6 separate regions of the Mus musculus genome follow, and regions 2, 3, 4, 5 and 6 are each linked to region 1. The links are chromatin contacts, called in public Hi-C and promoter capture Hi-C maps. All regions are on one chromosome and are shown on one strand. Each heading gives the region's core, a stretch centred on a gene start, on an enhancer-like site or on the middle of the called end of the contact. The rest is flanking DNA. Distances are from core to core; before and after follow the strand shown. Region 1 holds the start of Braf (Braf transforming gene). Region 2 holds the start of D630045J12Rik (RIKEN cDNA D630045J12 gene). Region 3 holds the start of Zc3hav1 (zinc finger CCCH type, antiviral 1). Region 4 holds the start of Ttc26 (tetratricopeptide repeat domain 26). Region 5 holds the start of Ubn2 (ubinuclein 2). Region 6 holds the start of Fmc1 (formation of mitochondrial complex V assembly factor 1).

Region 1 (3,234 bases), core at 453-2,952:
AATGTCTTAGAGGCAGGGCATGGGGGTACATGCCTTTGATCCCAGCACTCAGGAAGCAGAGGTAGTCAGATCTCTGGGAATCAAGTTCCAGGACAGCCAAGCGCTGTTACACAGAGAAACCCTGTCTCAAACAAAACAAAAGAGAAATGTCTTAGAAATTTTAATGTTGTAAAAAAAAATGTTATAATGATACATTCTTAGGGAATAATTTCCTAAAGTAAACCTGGACAGTTAGGGACTAAACAACAACAACAAACAACAACAATACCCCAAAACCCCAACAGTTGTGTTTCAGACAAAATCAAGGAGGAAGTGTCCCTTGCCTGGTTGTTGGCCCTATTTTAGTATGCTTAGACATTATGTATTTATGGTTTTTAAAAACTGCCTTAAACTAGCATAGCTTGATAATATAGTCTCTATCTGTGATCATCTCCTTCACTCGAATCTGTCAGATCATCTTCTGACTTAAATGTAGCTCTCAGGGGAATGTCCCTGCTTGGAAGAGAATGTACAATGTCATTGGCAAACACAGAATAGCTATTTGATTGGTGGCATTTTTTTTCAATACACAAGAACGTAATGCTTTGATTCACCAAGCAGCCACACGTGCACTGCTTACCTTGAAGCAAAGCATCAGTTGCCGGGCCTGTGCTGATCAGACCAAATAGGCAGACATCCTATTGTCAGAAGCTTTCTACCTTTCAACTCATCCTAAATGCAATAAAGAGGTTGGTGGCGACCATCCCCCTTTCCATTAATAGAAGTGCACACACAGACACACAGACAACTCAACTCAAGAGTTAAACTGGAAATTCCTGAATAGTGTTGGTAGCTTCTGTTTTTCACTCCTGTTTTCTCTTTTTCTTAACACACTTCCTCTCTCCATTATTTCCTTCTTTGGTTAAACGTACTTTAACCATGTAATTTACATAAAGAAATTGGGTTTAATTTCTGCAACTTGGGCTTCTCTGAGATGATTTAATTCTCTTCTCCCAATTCTTTTTTTCATATACAGTTTGAAGAGAATGCCTTGGATCAGTCAGGATCTACAAAATATTTTAAATTATTTTCTTTGGAATAAAAATTAGCTATGATGCATAAGATGTCTAAAATGGTCATGTGTTCTCCTCAGGTCCTAGTGCATGGAAGGAGCCAATTGATAGTAAATGACTGAAACTAGGCAATAAATACCCTGAAGACCAGCTTTAGATTTTCATTTATACTTCAACAGATCAAGTCCTTTAGGGACAGGATACAAACACCATACTGAGAATTTAGCTGCTCCAAGACAGTTCTATGAAATTTGGCTTGGCTGATGTTTCAACCTTGGCGTTTAAGGTCTTATTTTTATGACACCCAGAGCTTCTTTGTAACGGCAGTAATAAGTACTACAGACTTTCCGGCCTTCTTCCCTCTAGGATTTTAACTTCTTTAAAACACCACCCCCTGCTCTTCTAGTAAATCCCACATGACAGAACAGGCTGAGAAAAAATAGGAAGCCGGAGCCATGGAAACTGTGCGGGTAGAAACGTGTGAGCGCGAGGGTGGTTGGAGGAGAAGGAACACTCCCCTGGCGACAGCGGCGCGAGGGTGCTCCTCGGATGACGTCACGCACCCAGGTGACGTCACGACCGTGACATGCGGGTGACGCCGTTGCCGCGGCGACTCCTCGTCGTCTCCGCCCCCTCCCCCCCCCAAATCCCCTCAGGCTCGGCTGCGCCGGGGCCGCCGGCGGGTTCCAGAGGTGGCCTCCGCCCCGGCCGCTCCGCCCACGCCCCCCGCGCCTCCGCGCCCGCCTCCGCCCGCCCTGCGCCTCCCTTCCCCCTCCCCGCCCCGCGGCGGCCGCTCGGCCCGGCTCGCGCTTCGAAGATGGCGGCGCTGAGTGGCGGCGGTGGCAGCAGCAGCGGTGGCGGCGGCGGCGGTGGCGGCGGCGGTGGCGGTGGCGACGGCGGCGGCGGCGCCGAGCAGGGCCAGGCTCTGTTCAATGGCGACATGGAGCCGGAGGCCGGCGCTGGCGCCGCGGCCTCTTCGGCTGCGGACCCGGCCATTCCTGAAGAGGTGAGTGGCGGCGCCATCCCCCCCCAGTGCTCGCGCGTCAGGGGCTCGGCGGGCCAGTGTTTATGCGAGGGACCGAGGCAGCAGAAGGAGCCCCGGCAGTGCTTGGTAGCCGGCGGGGAGGTGGTTATCGGCCGAGTGTCCCCCTCTGTCTTGTAGCTCCTCGCTACGTAAACACACACGATGGCCCAGGGGGGTTCCCCGGCCCCCACCCAGATGGGATTGGGGCAGTGGGGGCAGAGCTGGAGCCTTTTCAGAGGGGGCGAAACTCTGGGTTGGAGAAGGTCACGCCTGGCTGAGGCTTCCAGCCCTGCATCCCTGAGATGTTTTCCTTTTTGCTAGCCGGCAGGGACGGCGTCGAGGATGGAGCTTAGTGGCCAGGGCAGTACCCCTTGGTCCCCTAGCCCTAGGAACCGCCGTGTGCGATTACTCCCTGATCCTGGGGATGACGGAGCGCATCTTTCCACTCTCCTCACTATCTTCCCTTTGCAGGCCCTTGTCCCCTTCCCACTTTGCTACTTGTTTGGGGGATTTTTCTTTTGACCGGTTTTTGCCCAGGGGATGATTTTTTTTTTTGGTGTAGTCTTTACTTTTTCAGCCCCAAATTTTACTGTTCCGAAGCTTTTCCCATCCTGGTCTCTGATCCCCGAATAATACTGTTTGTCAGTGCTCCCTTGCTGACCCGTAAACCTCTATCCTCATCCACCACCCCGCTCATTTCTCAACTGTACCTACTTGCTTCTAACCTTAGTTTCCACGGAAGAGCATTTTTGCTCTTCTCTTGCCCTAGTCCCCTTGAGTGCCTCTACTTCATTCCACTGCACCGTCACCTTGTAATCCGTTGTTATCTTCACAAATCCTTTTGGACACTTTGCAAGCTATTCACTCCCTGAACCCCAAAGCTGTCAAGATTCCATCAGGTTTCACTTGGCCCTTTGCTCCCTTGCACTGCTGGCAGTTTGGGTTAGTCTTTCAGTGCACATACACACCTCAGTTGATATCCTTCGTGGGTTTGTTTGTTTGTTTGTTTGTTTGCTTGCTTGCTTGCGTGCTAGCTTGTTTTTAGTGGGTTTAAGTGATCTGGCTCGCTCCCATTTTCGTCCCATCTTTCGTGTTTACCAGTCTTTAGTACTTGGCTTTTGGTAGTCCTTGTATCATTCAACTTATTACATTGTCAAA
Region 2 (3,234 bases), core at 526-3,025, 1.5 Mb after region 1:
AGCTGAGCCCTGGGAGTCATTTTGCTAGACACTGAGGGAGAATGCTCTAATTCCCTACAGAGGTTGGTTTTACGTTTTGAGAGCAGAGAGACCAAGGGACTCTGGGGATCCCCTTTTCCTTAGAAAGTTGATGCCCTGGGGTCCTTCCTGTTAGCCCAAGGTTGCATTTTTGTTAATTTCTAGCAGTGTCTGAGTTGACTCAGAATGGTGTGGGAGATTTCTTCCTCCCACTGTCTAGTGCAGTTGGGAACTTCCTGGAGGCTGAGGCCAATTGTAAAGGACACATAGATTCCCATCAATAAATATATAATGAAATCTTCCTGGAGCCGTGGGGGATCCTGTGTGGGGCGATAACATGTTAGAACGTCATTTTAACTTAGTGTGTGTGTATGTGTGGACTAACAAGTTCATAAAAAATAACAACACAATAGGACTAAATGTCAAGAGCTGCTCCAGGCTGTGCCCCGTGGCCAGGTGAGTAATTCAGAGAAAAGCGAGGAGAGGGGAGCCATACCTAGGGCTATTGTGGTCAGGGTGCAAACATGCTCAGACAAGCAAACTCTCTACTTGGGTATGCTGGAGACAACTCCAAGAATGTATATGTCTGGGGGAGCAGGAGAGCAATGTATGGGGGTTGCTTATGACAAGTGACACAATGGAACGCAAAAATTAGGGTCATCAACAAAAGCTTATAACCTAGATTCTCATCTTCCCTGAAATTTAACAGGTGCCTATTTTTTTTTTTTTTTCAGAACAGGAACTTCTGATTCTTTGCCTAGATAGATGAGTTTGCCCAGCAAAACTGGGTAGCATCTTTCTGGGTCTTTTGCCTACCTCACTGAAGAGCAACCTTGATCCTTGGCCAGTCTGGATGGCTGACATTTCCCACTGTCTGTCATAGTTTCTCACTCAACAAGATACTTCTCTTATGCACGGCTTGCAGACCACGGCTGGTGCAACCTCTGAAATACAACTGTCCAAAATTGTAGTGTGTTCTAGGACCTTCCAACCTTATTCGGCCTTCAGAGTTAATGCACTTGGCTCTTAGCACAGAGACACATGCTAACTCCCATCCACACCCCCATTTCCCCAGGAAACTAACCCCCAACAAGGTCTTTTTCATCATATATTGGTGCTACTTTCTTTTTTAAAAAATAAGGCCTGGATCTGTGTGTTTGTGTCTGTCCACTTTGATTCAGCTTCAGTAGCCCCTTTCTGAAGACTCACTAAGCTCAGGGCAGTAGGCCTAGGTCTTACCAAAGGCCCACCTTTGCCAACAAGGTGGCACAGCTCTGGAAAGGCAAAGGATGGGCTGAGCCCTGTGTGCCTCCTCCCCATTCTTTTCCAGCGCGCGGGCTCTGGGAAAGAGAGCCGACTTCTCTCGGCTTTGTCCGCTCAGCAGCCCGGGGTCTGCCAGGGACCACGGCCGCCCCGCACACACACCTGCTGCCCGCCCCGCGTGGGCGGCTCGGGAGGAGCGTGCTCCGGAATCACCCGGTTTGCGACCGTTCCTCTAGGGCCCCGGGGGTGCGGGTGCGGGGCGGCGCCGTCCCGGGCGCCCTCCTGAGAGGCGGGTCCTGTGGGAGGGCGGGGACCGGGTCCCGCCTCGCCCTCCGCCGGGCCGCCCGCAGGCAGGCGCCGGGCCGGCCGGGAGGTGGTGCTCGCCTCCCCGCGCGGGGCCGTGCGTTGCCCGGCAGCGGCTGCGAGGCTCGGGAGGGGGCGGAGCGGCGCGGCCGGCGTGCAGCGGCCCCAGTCCGCGGATCCGGCCCGGCCCGCCCCCGCCTCGCCGGCCTCGCTGCGCGCCGGTGCTAGGCGCCCAGTCTCCGCCGCAGCGGACGCCGGCGTCCCGGGCCTGAGCGCGCCCACGCCCGGAGGCCGGGGTGTCGGGGAGCCGACGCGTGGCCATGGAGCGGGAGCCCCGCGCCAGGGTTGCACTGGTGCCGGAGCGGTGCGGCCGCGGGCCTTCCTCCCGCCACCGCCGCCCGGGGCTGCTGCTCCCCGGCCTCTGGCTGCTGCTGCTCGCCGGGCCGGCCTCGTGCGCCCCAGGTAAGCCTCGCGGAGCCCCCCGGGACGCGGCCGCCACCCTGGCCGCCTTCTCTGCCGCGCTCGTCACCCCCTGGCTTCCCCACCCGCCCATCCTCTTTTATTCTTCACCGCTCCCTCGCCCTCCTTGCTGGAGATGCTTTCCTATTCTTCCTGGGCCCTGCAAATAAAGGCATGGAGGAGAGGAATAAATCCAAAGGAAAAAAGAGCGAGCGGTTTCTGACCGGTCTTGCTAAAAGGTCTGCAACCTAGTCTTCCGTGAACCATGTTGCCCGAGGCGGGTTTGGTGGTTTCTGCTCCGAAGATGCCTATTTTCTTTTTCCCCTTTGCAAAATGCAGGCACTGGAATTGTGTTTGTGCACGGTTGTGTGAATGTGGCGTAGCGAATGTTTTGGGATACTTTTATTGTTGGGGCAAAGGGATGCATCTGGTGTGTGCAGAAGAGCAGTTGTGCATTGCCGTGAACACCCAGTGTTACCCCAGATGCAAGCAAGCTGGCTGTGTCCCCCAGTGCGCCAGGACACAAAGAACATTCAAAGAAAAAAATCTCTTGGAAAGCGCCCTGGCCATGGATCTTTCCAGGGAACTAGCTATTGGTATTACCTCCACAAAGGCATTACAATGGAGTGTGAAAATATTTTGAGTCTGAAGTGTCAGGGCATGAAAGGAGTCATGGTTGGTTTTTATAATAGATGCAATTTAGTGACTGTTCATCAGCATGGGATTAAGAGACATGATTTATGAGGCGTGTGGGTGGGTTTTGTTTGTTGAGGAAATGGTTTAATTCATGTTGCTTCCCCGAAATGTTTATTTATCCATCCTGAGCACGCACTGCACTGGACTGGAGACCATCTCTGAGGTGACACAGTGCATCCTGTGATTGCCCCAGCCCACACGTGCTTGGTTGCTTTGTGGGTAGGAAAGGAAAGGAGAAAGGAGCAGTTTAGGTGGAGAGCTTCTTCTCACTGCTCAGGAGAGACAGAAAAGCCATGAAAGCAGCCCAGAACCCTGCCTGCTTGTGGGAGCAGGGCCAGAGGACTGCCAAGTGGTTTGAAGGAAGTAGAACGCATTTGAAGGTGTCCCTTAGGCCCGACTGTGGGCATTATAACTAGTGCCACAAAGGGGATGGTGGAATACAAGCGAGGAACGGACTTAAGGGAGCACAGGTTGGGACCCATTCACTCGATCAGG
Region 3 (3,234 bases), core at 188-2,687, 1.4 Mb after region 1:
GTCAACAAGCAGCCAGATGAGGCCCGGGCTTGGCTGCTTTACAGACCACCGTTCCAGTGAGTCAGAGAGAGCGGCTGTGCGTACCACACCAGAGGGATTCTCATTCGGGTTTCTGAAGAATTTGAAAGACTTTATTTCTTATGAATTTGTTTTTAAATTTTAAATTACATTTATCAGAGAGAGAGGGGGGAGGAGGAGGGAGGGAGGAAGGAAGAGAAAGAGTGTTGTGGAGGTCAGAGGGCAACTTGCTAGAGTAAACTCTCCCAGCATGTGGGGAAATTCTGGGGGTCAAATTAGTGTCCTGTGTTTTAGCAACTGGTGCCTTTACCTGCTCAATTATCTTCCTGGCCAATAATCCCTTTGCCCCAGTCTCACAAGTGCTGATATTACCGGCATGCCTTCACCACGCCAAGCTTTTAATATTATTTTAGCGTGTGTTTGTCTGAGTGGGTGGGGTCACTCGCACCTCCCTCTTGTGAAGTTTGAAAGCATCGCAGTGCACACTTCTCCTGCACCGTGCCTGCAGATTTTAAAGAAAGGGTTCCCATCTGATCGGTGAGCGCTCCATTCATTTCATTTCTGAGTGCTGAAAGGAAAGCCCCTTTCTTTTTCTAATTTGGGTCTAGTGTTTACTGGCCTGCAAATTAGCTGAGAATACAGATGAGACAAACTAAACACAATTGTGCAAAAGAAGTTTTAAAGTCACAATTTAACAAGGGGAGGAGGCCGAAGAGCGTATAAGGTTTGTGTGTGGTGAGTGTGTTTCACTACGGAGTCTGGAAGGACAATCGGAGTTTTTTTTTAATGCTAATGTTTGGAGCAGCAGAATCTTCCGGAAAGCTCCCTGGGGACACGGATGGCTCTTTAATTTCATCAGCCTTTGCTTTCCTCAAAGGGAAATCTAGTTATTATTTCCTTCTGTCTCTACAGTAACTCTACGGTAAGGTAAGGGTTTACCTTAAAAATCATCTTCATGCCAAGGGGGGAGGGGTGGGGGAAATCTGAAGACATTCTAAGCAGTTGGTTTGAGGCACCAAAATTGGAGATTTTAAGTTAGCAAGGCCAGAAAGGATCAAAGAGTGGGTCTTCAAATAGCTCTGGAGAAGGCTACGTAAGAAACCAGGGAGAGTAACAATCACCGCCCTCTAAGAGGGGCTCGGCACTGGGTAGAAAGTGCGTAATCCTAGATCTGGTGCCGCGGAATCAGGCCCGGAAACAAACTCTCGAGAACCTCGGTCATCCGAGCTCCACCTGTTCCTTCAAGTTATTTCCCCAAGTGCGGAGTTCGGATAATATCCATGTCCTAAGGTGGTGGCGAGCATTGACGACACTCGGCGGAGAGTCCCGCTTACAGGAAGCGCTCACCAGGTCTGCTCTTTCCGGGGCTGGGTGGGGCTGATTTGAGGACGCCTCTAGTGGGCCCCCCAGGATGCGTCACTCTCCTCAGGCTCATCAAAACTCCACCCGAGCCTCACGAACGTCCTTACTTCCTCTCTTCCTGGTAGCAGCCTTGCAGTCCCGAGCTCGGGGGACCTCACGTCTAGCCTGGAACCGAGGGTACCGCGCCGCGGCGGACCTGCCCGCCTAACGTCGCTCGCTTCCCATTCGCTCTCCCGCGCGGCTGACTTTAAATCTGACCCCAGGACCTCGTCGTCGAGGTCGGGCCTCGCGACACCACCGCCGGAGTTGGAAAGCGAAACCGCTCTGCTCTGCGAGCGGCACCGCCCGCGTCCGCCCCTGGGACCGCGCGTAAGTTTCGATTCTCCGTGAAGCCGAGTCCCGCGCAGCGGCCGGAGCAGCGGCAGCCATAGCGCGCCATGACGGATCCCGAGGTATTCTGTTTCATCACCAAGATCCTGTGCGCTCACGGGGGCCGCATGACCCTGGAGGAACTGCTGGGTGAGATCAGCCTCCCCGAAGCGCAACTCTACGAGCTGCTGAAGGCAGCAGGGCCCGATCGCTTTGTGCTATTGGAGACTGGAGACCAGGCCGGGATCACTCGGTCGGTGGTGGCTACTACTCGAGCCCGCGTCTGCCGTCGCAAGTACTGCCAGAGACCCTGCGACAGCCTGCACCTTTGCAAGCTTAATCTGCTCGGCCGGTGCCACTATGCACAGTCCCAGCGGTGAGTGCAGCGGGAATGGGGAAGGTTCTCTAATTGCCTAGTCCGGCGCCGCGGGGCAGCTTCCTAGGGGAGGCGGGAACCGGGTGGATATGGCTCACTCGGCTGCAAACCCCTTCTCCCTCTATCCCTCCTAATCTCTAGACCAGTGGTTCTCAGCCTTCCTAATGCTGCGACCCTTTAATACAGTTCCTCAGGTTTGTGACCCTCAACCATAAAATTATTTTCGTTACTACTCCGTAACTGTAATTTTGCTACTGTTATGAAATGTAATGCAAGTATCTGTGTTTTCCAATGGTCATATTCGACTCCTGTGAAGTTAGACCCCCAGGTTGAAAAATCTGTAGCCAAAGCGCTATTGGAAAGGCGGACAAGGCTGCCTCTCTACCCTTCTCACCTCCCACCAGAATCCTAATTAAAGTACGTTTGCACCAACCAGAGTTTGTAGAAGTTGCAGGCACACCTTTTTCTCCTTGCTACTCTGGTACCTCGAATGTTGCGATCGCCCCAGAATCCTAGCGGTGCTGCCCAGTCTCCTGTGTCTCGGGTGCGCCAACTCCTGGATCGCTGTGACCCTTCACTCCTTGTCTCTCCACCTGGCCAGATAGATAACTAAAGGTATAGTGGCCTCTCAGCCTTCTTCCTAGTATGCGTGGTGGCCTGTACTACGACACCCCCCCCCCTTCTTGCAACCGACCCACTGTCTCAAATTGCATGAAATAATGTGGCTTAACTTCTCAGGCAGCTGCTTCTGGTCCTACTTGGTCTTCTTCTTCTTCTTCTTCTTCTTCTTCTTCTTCTTCTTCTTCTTCTTCTTCTTCTTCTTCTTCTTCATAAGCGTTTCCAAGGGTTGGCTCAAGTCCTTTTATTTTGCTGTCTTCCAAATTTCTCCAAGACAAGGATCACTTGCTGGGGTTCACCTGTCATAACTACCGAGATGATTTCCAAACACATAACCTGTGCAGGCCTGCGTCTTCATCCAGGGGTCTGAGGAACCAGTGTCTTGCTCACATAGGCCAAACTCCCTCCAAACAAGCTCTCCAACCTTATCCCCGGCTCCACGCCCCCAGTTTATATAATTTCTAATCCCTCTGCCCTTTCCTCTTCCAGGG
Region 4 (3,234 bases), core at 359-2,858, 1.3 Mb after region 1:
ACTACTTACCCAAAATGCAGCTTCCTATGCATCACTGCAGAGCTAGTGAATTCAAATTGGTAAAGCAATCGCCTAGAAACAGAAACAGCTAACTATCCTTGGTATTTCCAATGCATATTAAAAAGTGAGATTTGGGCTGGAGAGATGGCTCAGCAGTTAAGAGCACTGACTGCTCTTCCGAAGGTCCTGAGTTCAAATCCCAGCAACCACATGGTGGCTCACAACCATCTGTAACAAGATCTGGTGCCCTCTTCTGGAGTGTCTGAAGACAGCTACAGTGTACTTTCATTAAATAAATAAATAAATAAATAAATCTTTAAAAAAGTGAGATTTGCACCTAGCATTGGTTTAAAAAAATGACCCTGACATACAGAGTTGAAATGTTTTATGGGTTTACAATAGTTTTAAATTGTAAATAGTAAAAATCACTTATTTTTTTTAACCAAAATGTAAATAGGAAGAAGTTACAAATCACTCAGGATTTATGGTAAATAATGTGTGAATTGACACTGTTAAATGTAATACTGTATTCACCATTTGTGGAACTAAAAATTAATAATTTTATGTGTACAAGTGTTTTGTCTTCATGTATGTCTACATACCATATGTTTTGTTGAAGGAAGCCAGAAGGCCTTGAATCTCCTAACATTTAGTTACTAATGGCTGTGAGCAGGCACGTGAGTACTGGGAATTAAGGTCCTCTGGAAAAGCAGCCGATACTTTTAAATGTCGAGCCATCTCTCCAGTCCAAAATGTTTTGTATTTCATCAGGTTTATAGTTAACTTGGAATCTGGAATATGCATCTGGCTATGTTTGTTTGGATTACCCATAATGTACCCACCCGTCCCAATAGCATAGTAACCAGCATTCAACCCACCATCCACCAGACTGAGAAGTAAACCTTCTTTGGACATTACCTCCAATAGGGTAATGGCGCCAGTGAAATCTCTCTGCGAAAGTAGATCCTCTAGTTTTGGAATCTTCCTCCCTTTCTTCTTTCTTTTGTCAGTGTGCGGTGACTCCCCGCCCACAGCGGGTTTGGCCCTTGAAAGCATCTGTAAAACAAATAGCAAAGACTGTTCTATCAAAAGTCATTTTTAAACTGAGGGTAACAGCTCTCAGTCAGATCTACCCTTACCATCAGACCCTAGGAAGTCTATTCAGATTCTTTTTTTATTGTGCATTTTAGTAAAAGGACCATTACCTACTACTGAAGGGGAACCGAATAGCTACTTCCAACAACTTTATCCATAAGAGACAAACAAACACTCACGCAGCTTCTACTACCTAGGTCTTCCAAGATTCTTTTTTCCAGTTCACAGTCTAGTATCGGGAAATGAAGAAGCAGGAGGGAAGAGAGCATCGAGGTACATAGATTTCTTCGCATCCCTCCCTATTCCCGGTGGAAACACTGGAGGGATAAAGGGATCGCCCTCTAGAGACGCACCTAGATTCTATCCAACAGTGCGTTGAGAACTCTAAACCCAGGTACAAACCTATTCAAAATCCCCCACCCTTACTATTCAGAGCCACTAACCATCTTGGCGTCGGTCCTGTGAGCCCCCGCTGCAGATAGTCTGCAAAGGCTGTGCTTCGGCGAGTTGCCACATCCACACAGCGAGCTCCGTTTCCACGGCAACGCCGCCGGGAGGCTGGTCCTTCTGAGAAAGGGCTCGTCCCAAAACCAATGTCCTAAGCTTCTTGGTTCCGTGTGTTTCCGCAGCTGGAAGAGTAGGTGCTTCTCTCAAGGGAGTTAATCCTTGTTGTTTGTGCTGAGGATGAAAATGGGGCTGTGTCTCTACTTAGGAAAGCAGTTTAAGAAAAGGCGATTTAGAAGTACTATTACAACTAGGAAGTATATTTCAAAAGCAAGTTTCTTGGGAAGGTAATTTTCAAGGACCACTTCCGTTTTGCCTGGGGTGAGGACGACAACAGCTCCGCTTGTCTCGTACATTGTCTCTGTTTTCTGCTCGTTTCTGCTGGTACCTGCTGAAGCAAAGGATAGTTTGGAGGCAGAAGTGATACCAAAATATTTCCTCGAGACAATGTTAATCCCAAAGATGGGAGGAGAAAGACCACCACCCCAAATCATCATGACCAAATTAATTAAAGCAAGCTTTTTTATTCGTGTACACGGACTGCTTCTCTCTAAGGCCAGTTTGGAGAGATCAGCATTGGATGTGAGGAAGACAAGGTTTTTATAGATCATGGGGGTTGCGGGGGTGAAATGGGGAAAATAGGAGGGAGAGGTGTTATAAGAGCAGAATATAACAATAACAAGTTAGTCCTAACTACCTCCTGAAACAGTCATGGTTGCAAGGTGGGCATAACAACAGATAGCCATAACAAGGTAGTTATAAAACCTTTTGAAACAAAGGTAGAGTTGCAAGATGGTTCTAAACAACTTTTAGAAACAATGTCATGATTTGGCATTCTTGGAACGGTCAGTACAGAACCATTTGTAGTTAAGGCTATAGGCGAGGCATAGCTCAATCTGAGAAACAAAAATTTAATCATAAGCAGGAATGAACCTAGTTTGTTTTTACTATAAGGTGACTTCTGTTTGTTTTGTTTTTGCTTTGCTTTGCTTTTTGTTTTATTTTTCAAGATAGGATTTCCCTGTGTAACAGCTCTGGCTATCCTGGAACTCTCTTTGTAGATCAGGCTGGCTGGAACCCACAGAGATCTGCCTGACTCTGCCTCCCAAGTGCTCATGTTAAAGGCATGTGCCACCACACCCAGCTATAAATGGGCTTTTAAAGTCTAGGATGGAAGCAGGCTGGTTCTTCAACACACCTATACACAATTAGAAACTATAAAAATGTGTGTACAATTAAAGCAAGAATGGAGTATTTACTCCAGAGCAGCGTTAATTTAGTTGCAATATATACATATATATATACACATACATATATATATATACACACATACACACACACACATATATATATATATATTTTTTTTTTTTTGCTTTGTTTTTCGAGACAGGGTTTCTCTGTATAGCCCTGGCTATCTTGGAACTCACTTTGTAGACCAGGCTGGCCTCGAACTCAGAAATCTGTCTGCCTCTGCCTCCCGAGTGCTGGGATTAAAGGCGTGCGCCACCATGCCCGGCTGCAAAAAATATTTTCAAATGATGGAATTGTGGAATGTTGGAGCTAGAAGAGACCTTAGAGGGCATGCATGCAGTCAAACTTTCAGAGCAGATCCACTAAAGGCCTAAAATCTTAACA
Region 5 (3,234 bases), core at 189-2,688, 1.3 Mb after region 1:
CCGTCATTCTCCAGAAATCCACAACGGACAAAATGCTCCCAATTCGAACTAATGAGAGCCACTCAAATAATATGACTGGGCAGCCACCGGGTAAGACAAGAGACCTTTCCATTCAAAGACAATGTGCACAAACTCAACACACACACACACACACACACACACACACAAAGCTAACAATATTTACCAACACAAGTGCAACCACATTACGAATCCACTTTTTCATTCCTAACGTGGAATCATTAGTTTCTGAAAATGTTTAATTTCTCTTAAATCCCCTTCAATCAAGGAAAATAAACCACCCGGCCACGAGCCCATCTCAGCAGCCCTGGCGCACGGTACAGCTGGGTTGAGGAAGGATGAGGATGAGCCGAGAAGGGGTCACACAATCTCTCCGCTTCAGACCGGGGGGCGTGTCCCCCAAGGTTTTTTTTTCGCTTCCCTTCTACCGGAACGACAGATGGAAGTGCCACAAGAAGCTAGCCGCACGGCTCACAGGGCCTCGGGATTTGGTGTGGGGAACAGAAAGGAAAAGGAGGAAAAAGCTGAGGTTTCGAAAGGTGCACAGGAAAACCGGCTCGGCGCGGTGTGGTGGGGGCAGCATCGGCCACCCAGGAGGGCCGAGCCGCGCAGCTCCCGCCCCGTCTAGCTGCCCGGCCCCCGCCACCCCACCCCCGGGGCGAGCGAAGTGCAGAGCAGCCCGGGCAGGCGGCGGGTCCGGAGGCGCCCGGGCTGTGGGGCGGCCGGGAGGGAGGGACCCTCTGTACCCGTTGTTCTCCGCACAGCAGCAGCTCCGGGTAGCTGAACTCCACGCAGCTTTCGTCCGTGGGGTCCTTGAGCACCAGCTCCAGGCGAACCGTCTCCTTCGGCGGTCGCGGCGGCGGCTCCGCCCGGGAAGCCGACTCCCGCGGAGGGGGAGTCTGCAGGGGCAGCGGCGGCGGCGGCGGCTCGGGCCGCGGGGGCTCGCGCTGCAGCGCCATGGGCGGCTCGGCGCGGCTGACCTCGCGCTGGGGGAGCGGCTTGTCGCGCGCCGGGGGCTGCGCGTCAGCGCGGGGGGCCGGCTCCGCCCGGGCCGGCTCGCGGTACGGCTGCGGCTCCAGTCGGGGGGGCTCGCGCTCGGCGCCCGCGAAGTCGGCCTCGCGTCGCCTCACCGGTGACAGGCTAATGAACGCGACTCTGCGCGGCTCCGCCATCCCCACTGTTCTGGCCCTCGGCGCTCGCTCGAGCCGGCTCTCGCCTCGACGCCGCACGGCGCGCCTGCCCGCCTCTCCTTCTGCTCTCCGTCACTTTTCTTCCCTCCAGCACCCTCAGCTGTCCCCGCGGACGCCACCGTGAGTGCGGACCGGGTCCCCGTCCCCGCTACTACGTTCTGATGGGCTCCACCGCCATCGCCAGGGTCGCCGCAGCCGCCATGTTGGATCCCCCACATAAATAGAAGCAGGCCGCTGAGCGGGCGCATGCGCACACTCGAGACGCTCGCGTCCACAGTCGTGGCTGTTGCTCAGTTTTCCCCTTTTCCTCTCAACAGTCTGGAGGCCAGACAGCTCGGCGGAAGTGACGTCACAGACAGGCCTGTCTCCGTGGCAACGGGGACGCTCTCTGCTTTGCTTTCAAAGGAGGGGTTTGGGGTTCCCTGAGTGATTTCCTCCTCTCGCCCGGAAACCGAGGCACGCTCGCCGATCCCTTAGGGTGAGCGTCGCGATGTGCCTGGGACCGACACAGTCATGGCGCCGGGTCCCGCCCGACGTTGGCCTCTGGCTCTCGGCGCTGGGGAACAGGGTTGTCAGCTGAGGATTCCAGGCGGACCCAGGGCAGGGGTGAGGGGCTCGCGGCCCGGCGCCGGGCCCGCCGGTCTGTTGTCCCGTCACCTGAGGTGTCCAGGGTAGAAAGGCGAAAACTAAACTCTCCTCAGACCCCTCCCGAAAGCGCTACGCTGCCTCCCACACCGCTGCCTCCCACACCTCTTCCTAGCCGCTTTGCGCATGGCGGTGAGACGTTCAGTGACGCGCCTCAGTTGGGAAATTGAACTGGCAAAGGAACAGTTCTTGAAGACTTGAACGTCTTGGCAGCCTTTGGTGTTATTTTAGGGGACATGCTCCCGGGGGAAGAAAATTCACGGCTCATCTTTGAGTGGGAAGGAGCGTTGCTTAGGCTTCGTTGGAGCATCGTGGGAAACGAACTGGAATTCAGATTTTAACGGACGAGAATTACTAGCCCTTTTCATCTATTCAATAGAAAGGGAATTGAAAGACTCCCTTGCCGCATCCTCAAGGAAACCCAAGCTTGTTAATTGCATCAACTATATTAGATGTTGAAGAGCTGAGTCAAAGAGTCGTCACAGACGTTTTTAATATTTGCTCTTCTATTCCTTTCCAAAGGTGTACCAAATGGTGATGGAATGTTCAACCCAAAAGATTGTGCTAGCTCTAAGCCAGGTGTAGAGATGTATCCCTTTAGTGTCAGGAAGATACAGGCTGTTACATTTCAACATGGTCCACATAGACAACTGCAGGTCAGCTAACACTTCTTTTTTTTTTTTTTTTTTTTTTTTTTTGGTTTTTTGAGACAGGGTTACTCTGTGTAGCCCTGGCTGTCCTGGAACTCACTCTGTAGACCAGGCTGGCCTCTGCCTACCGAGTGCTGGGATTAAAGGCATGCGCCACCACGCCCGGCCAGCTAACACTTCTTAATGGAAGTGGGTGCACTCTGGAGCCAGGCGGATCTCTATGAGTTCAAGGCCAGCCTGGTCTATTTAGTGACTTCTAAGACAGCCAGACCTACATAGTGAGACCCTGTCTGGAAAAAAAAAAAAAAAAAAAACTGGCAGCAGCAACAAGAAAAAAAAAAGAGGAAGATGATGAATTTCTTCCTTACAATGCTGCAATATTTTCTTGACACTATATTTTACCTCCAACATTCCTTCCACTGCTCCTGGTTCTGTTTGGGTCTCCTATTTTTGGATTGAAGTGACCTTTCTGCCCACAGACTCTGTTTCTGCCATCTTAAAATGGGCAATTAAAGTTTTTGGAACACTTTCTTTTTTTCTTTTTTTTTTTTTTCTTTAGTTTTTCGAGACAGGGTTTTTCTATATAGCCCTGGCTGTCCTGGAACTCACTTTGTAGAAATCTGCCTGCCTCTGCCTCCCGAGTGCTGGGATTAAAGGCATGCGCCACCATGCCCGGCTTCTGGAACACTTTCTGATGTATCTCTATCCCATCTCCAATTGACTGAGGGCTA
Region 6 (3,234 bases), core at 262-2,761, 1.2 Mb after region 1:
TGTAGCTTCTTACATGTATATCTTTTGGGTTTGTTTTTTGTTTGTTTGTTTTTTCTCAGAGTCAAGGATACTCTATATAGTCTTGACTGTCCTGGAACTCCCTATGTAGACCAGACTGGCCTCAAACTCAGAAATCCACCTGCCTCTGCCTCCCAATTGTTAGGATTAAAGGACATGTTCCACCAACACCTGCCACATCTTATTCTTGATATTTGGCCCTAGTTCTTAATACACAGTACCTAACATAACTTTTTAAAAGATAAGTGAATTTTAGTTCTAAAGTTTTGCAATGCTCAAATTCTGTAGTTAAGATAATTGCTCAAGAACTTAAGTTTCCATTCCCCTAAATTGTAGCCATGCTTGATCAAGCAGAACTGGGCAGGTGACTGTCCCCGAGCCTTAGTGTTTGTATTTGATCTTGTCCAAAAGGCAGAGAATTGAGCATTACCACATTTGGAAAATTAACCATCTTCCATTCCTTTCTAAGAGGAATATGAACTGTGGATTTCACAATGGCACTTCCCAAGGATAGCATTCTGTATGTTTATGTTTGTTACACCAGTAAAACATGTCATGTATCCTGTCATGCAGAAGGCTAAAGATGTGACATCTCCATAGAATATAAGATATTGCTTTCCTCAGTGGTGAAAGGCTAGTACTAAATAAAACAGTACCACTCTTCAACTCTTGAATATTCCCCACTAAATTGCCTTAAAAATTGCATTTGCCTGGCCCATGCCTTTAATCCCCACACTCAGGAGAAAAGGGCAATCAGATGTGAGTTCAAGGTCAATCTGGTCTAAACAGCAAATTCCAGGTCAGCCAGAGTAATGCTGAAATTCTGTATCTTCATTCCCCACCAACACGCAAGCAAGCAAAAGCACGCGCGCGAGCAGGCGCGCGCACACACACCTACACACACACACACACACACACCCGTCAAATCACAAAAACACTGCTTCCTATTAAAACTTTAATGTAGAAAGGATGAGGAGAGGGGATGCTTGTACCCTTACGCCTTTAAGTCTTACGACCCCTAGGACCCACTTCACACAACGCCCGCTCCTTACTCCATTCCACACCCCATGCACCAGACAAACCAATGAAATCGTCAGAGACAGCTCCACCCCGGTGGGTGGCAGATACGAAGTCCCTAGGAAGGTGCGCCCCACGCGGCTTCTGGGCCAGTAGGGGATTTCAGACCGCAGGTTAGCCGAAGGGCTGGAGTCTGTGGTGAGACCCGCAGGTGGAGGACAGGGTGACTCAGACACGTTTGTCCTGAGACCCTCTATCACCTGCGCAGACCGCCCCCTCATCCGCCCTCCCGCGACCTGGAGCCCACCCAGCCGCGGATGCCGTACCCGATGTGCTCGGAAAGCCTTAACGAGGTACCGGTAGGCCGCTGTGTCGCGATATGGCCGCCCGGTGGCCGCGTTCAGGTAGCGCAGCTCCCTCAGAAGGCCCCGCAGAGTGCGCGCCGGGGACCCCAGGGCCGCCATTTTTCTGTCCTTGGAGAGCCTGGTCCCTCACTGCCTCGGGCGAGGTGTTCCCCCGCCCACTCCGCCCCACAGCGCCCTCTACCGACCACCCTTGGAGGGAAACGCGAGTGACAGGCACCTCAGGGGACCAGGAGAGCAAGGGAAGGTGCCGAATCCTCTCGGCCCTTCTGACTGCGTCCCTTTGGACTGCCGTAAGCTGATGGCCGCCGAGTCTCTGAGGAAAGGTGTCTGGCAGGAGAGTATGTGGATGTCTGGACATAGGTCACGCCAAAAAGATCTTACTGTTTCTACCAGGGATGTCAAAATTAAACGTACCGACCTCCAACTTTATGGTCCCCGCAGCCTAGGAGAAGAAAATGAACTCATACCCTGGTATGGCAAACTGCAGCCCCTTTACTAGTAAAGCCTCACATCCAGTTCTCTAGTTTTGTTTTGTTTTTCTGTTTGTTTATTGTTGTTTTTCGAGACATGGATTCTCGGTATAGCCCTGGCTGTCCTGGAACTCACTCTGTAGACCAGGCTGGCCTCGAAATCCGCCTGCCTCTGCCTCCCGAGTGCTGGGATTAAAGGCGTGCGCCATCACGCCTGGCTTTTTTTTTTTTCGTTTTGTTTTTTTTGTTTGATTGTTTTTCCCCGCAGTTCTCTAGTTTTAAAACAAGATGGCCGGGCGTTGTGGCACACGCCTTCACTGCCTGCAGAAGCAGGCGGATCTCACAGCTCATAGACCATTATGGTCTGCAGTTTGTTCTAACCCAGCCAGAACTAGGTAGAGAGACCTTGTCTCTAAATACATAAAATAAACAGTAAGTTTGACTCGCAATAATCATCTAATTAGATGATGTTAAAATAGATAAAAAAAAAAAACGAACCACCCCAGATGGGACTCGAACCCACAATCCCTGGCTTAGGAGGCCAATGCCTTATCCATTAGGCCACTGGGGCTTCTTCTACTGATGTCCTCAAACACCATAATCAAGTTATTTCCTGTTTCGTACGTCATCACTTAAATTTATTGTTTTTACCCTATCACAGAGAACCAAACTCAGCCTCAGTGTGAAACGGATGCCTGCTGGGAAATGTAGTTTAGATGCCAAGAGTCAACCGCTTCACCCTGCAAACAGTGGATGCCACGAAGCCGAACGGGCTCCCGCTTTTGCTTACGTGTTCGTGTTTCTGTGCGTAGTAGCTCTGCGCCTGCGCAAAAGTGGGCCCGGGAGACGTCAGAGCCAAACGGGCTGCGGAAACCAGTTCCTCGAGCCTCCCTCTGGTCCTATTCTTTGTCAGATTGTAACAGGAAAAGCCAAGCCCCTTCCGATTGGGCTACTTTCAGGGTTTGTCTTCGCTCTTAGCTGGTCGTTAGGTGGCGTTTAGGTAGTGGTCAGTTTCTGTTTCCGGTTACAGCGCTGAGGCCATTTCCGCAGCCAAGGATGTATTAGAATGGGGTTCAGTTTTCGAATTTTCAAGTGGGCTATAAGTATAAGACGGTGCGAAATTAGTGCCTACTATAGTAGAAATTAGGGATAATTAGAATTTAGGTTTGTTCCTAATTGTATACCGTAGACAAAACCACTTTGGGAGGAGGGGGTGAGGAGTGAGACCGGGTTTCTCCGTGTAGTCCTGGAGGTCCGGGAACTCGCTCTGTAGACCAGGCTGCCTCCCGAGTGCGGGGATTAAAGGCTTGCGCCATCACCGCCCTGTCATAAAACCTCTTTTTGAGGTGTCAGTGGCTCTTTAT

Evidence for each region. Promoter capture Hi-C pulls out the DNA fragments that hold promoters and counts their contacts. A called contact is a pair of places that touch in the nucleus more often than the background predicts. Capture Hi-C pulls out chosen DNA fragments and counts their contacts.
Region 2: a contact with region 1 is called in a promoter capture Hi-C map of liver, with 2.8 times the contacts expected there. The contact joins the promoter of D630045J12Rik here to the promoter of Braf in region 1. A contact is called at or near these places in 2 of 39 promoter capture datasets (hematopoietic stem and progenitor cells and liver) and 1 of 9 other capture datasets (adipose tissue).
Region 3: a promoter capture Hi-C map of pre-B cells shows a contact between it and region 1, with 4 times the contacts expected there. The contact joins the promoter of Zc3hav1 here to the promoter of Braf in region 1. A contact is called at or near these places in 3 of 39 promoter capture datasets (liver, neutrophils and pre-B cells), 2 of 115 datasets of contacts at active chromatin or transcription factors (microglia and pancreatic cancer cells) and 2 of 9 other capture datasets (adipose tissue and liver).
Region 4: a promoter capture Hi-C map of pre-B cells shows a contact between it and region 1, with 5 times the contacts expected there. The contact joins the promoter of Ttc26 here to the promoter of Braf in region 1.
Region 5: a Hi-C map of B cells shows a contact between it and region 1, with 9 read pairs. The contact joins the promoter of Ubn2 here to the promoter of Braf in region 1. A contact is called at or near these places in 1 of 39 promoter capture datasets (pre-B cells), 1 of 484 Hi-C or Micro-C datasets (B cells) and 1 of 9 other capture datasets (adipose tissue).
Region 6: a contact with region 1 is called in a promoter capture Hi-C map of adipose tissue, with 4 times the contacts expected there. The contact joins the promoter of Fmc1 here to the promoter of Braf in region 1. A contact is called at or near these places in 2 of 39 promoter capture datasets (neutrophils and pre-B cells), 1 of 484 Hi-C or Micro-C datasets (CD4 T cells) and 2 of 9 other capture datasets (adipose tissue and liver).

Annotation. Positions count from the first base shown.
Region 1 is chr6:39,723,931-39,727,164 of GRCm38.p6, reverse strand. It overlaps Braf (Braf transforming gene), which reads left to right and starts at 1,702. Exons shown (of 22, transcript NM_139294.5): 1 at 1,702-2,058. The coding sequence starts at 1,870.
Region 2 is chr6:38,252,680-38,255,913 of GRCm38.p6, reverse strand. D630045J12Rik (RIKEN cDNA D630045J12 gene) reads left to right here and starts at 1,775. Exons shown (of 20, transcript NM_194061.3): 1 at 1,775-2,046. The coding sequence starts at 1,905.
Region 3 is chr6:38,352,806-38,356,039 of GRCm38.p6, reverse strand. It overlaps Zc3hav1 (zinc finger CCCH type, antiviral 1), which reads left to right and starts at 1,437. Exons shown (of 13, transcript NM_001347122.1): 1 at 1,437-2,125. The coding sequence starts at 1,818.
Region 4 is chr6:38,379,898-38,383,131 of GRCm38.p6, reverse strand. It overlaps Ttc26 (tetratricopeptide repeat domain 26), which reads right to left and starts at 1,608. Exons shown (of 18, transcript NM_153600.2): 1 at 1,539-1,608; 2 at 919-1,056. The coding sequence starts at 1,541.
Region 5 is chr6:38,432,129-38,435,362 of GRCm38.p6, reverse strand. Ubn2 (ubinuclein 2) reads right to left here and starts at 1,438. Exons shown (of 17, transcript NM_177185.4): 1 at 765-1,438. The coding sequence starts at 1,190.
Region 6 is chr6:38,533,138-38,536,371 of GRCm38.p6, reverse strand. It overlaps Fmc1 (formation of mitochondrial complex V assembly factor 1), which reads right to left and starts at 1,511. Exons shown (of 2, transcript NM_025363.3): 1 at 1,362-1,511. The coding sequence starts at 1,499. n-TRcct1 (a tRNA gene) reads right to left here and starts at 2,441; the gene lies at 2,369-2,441.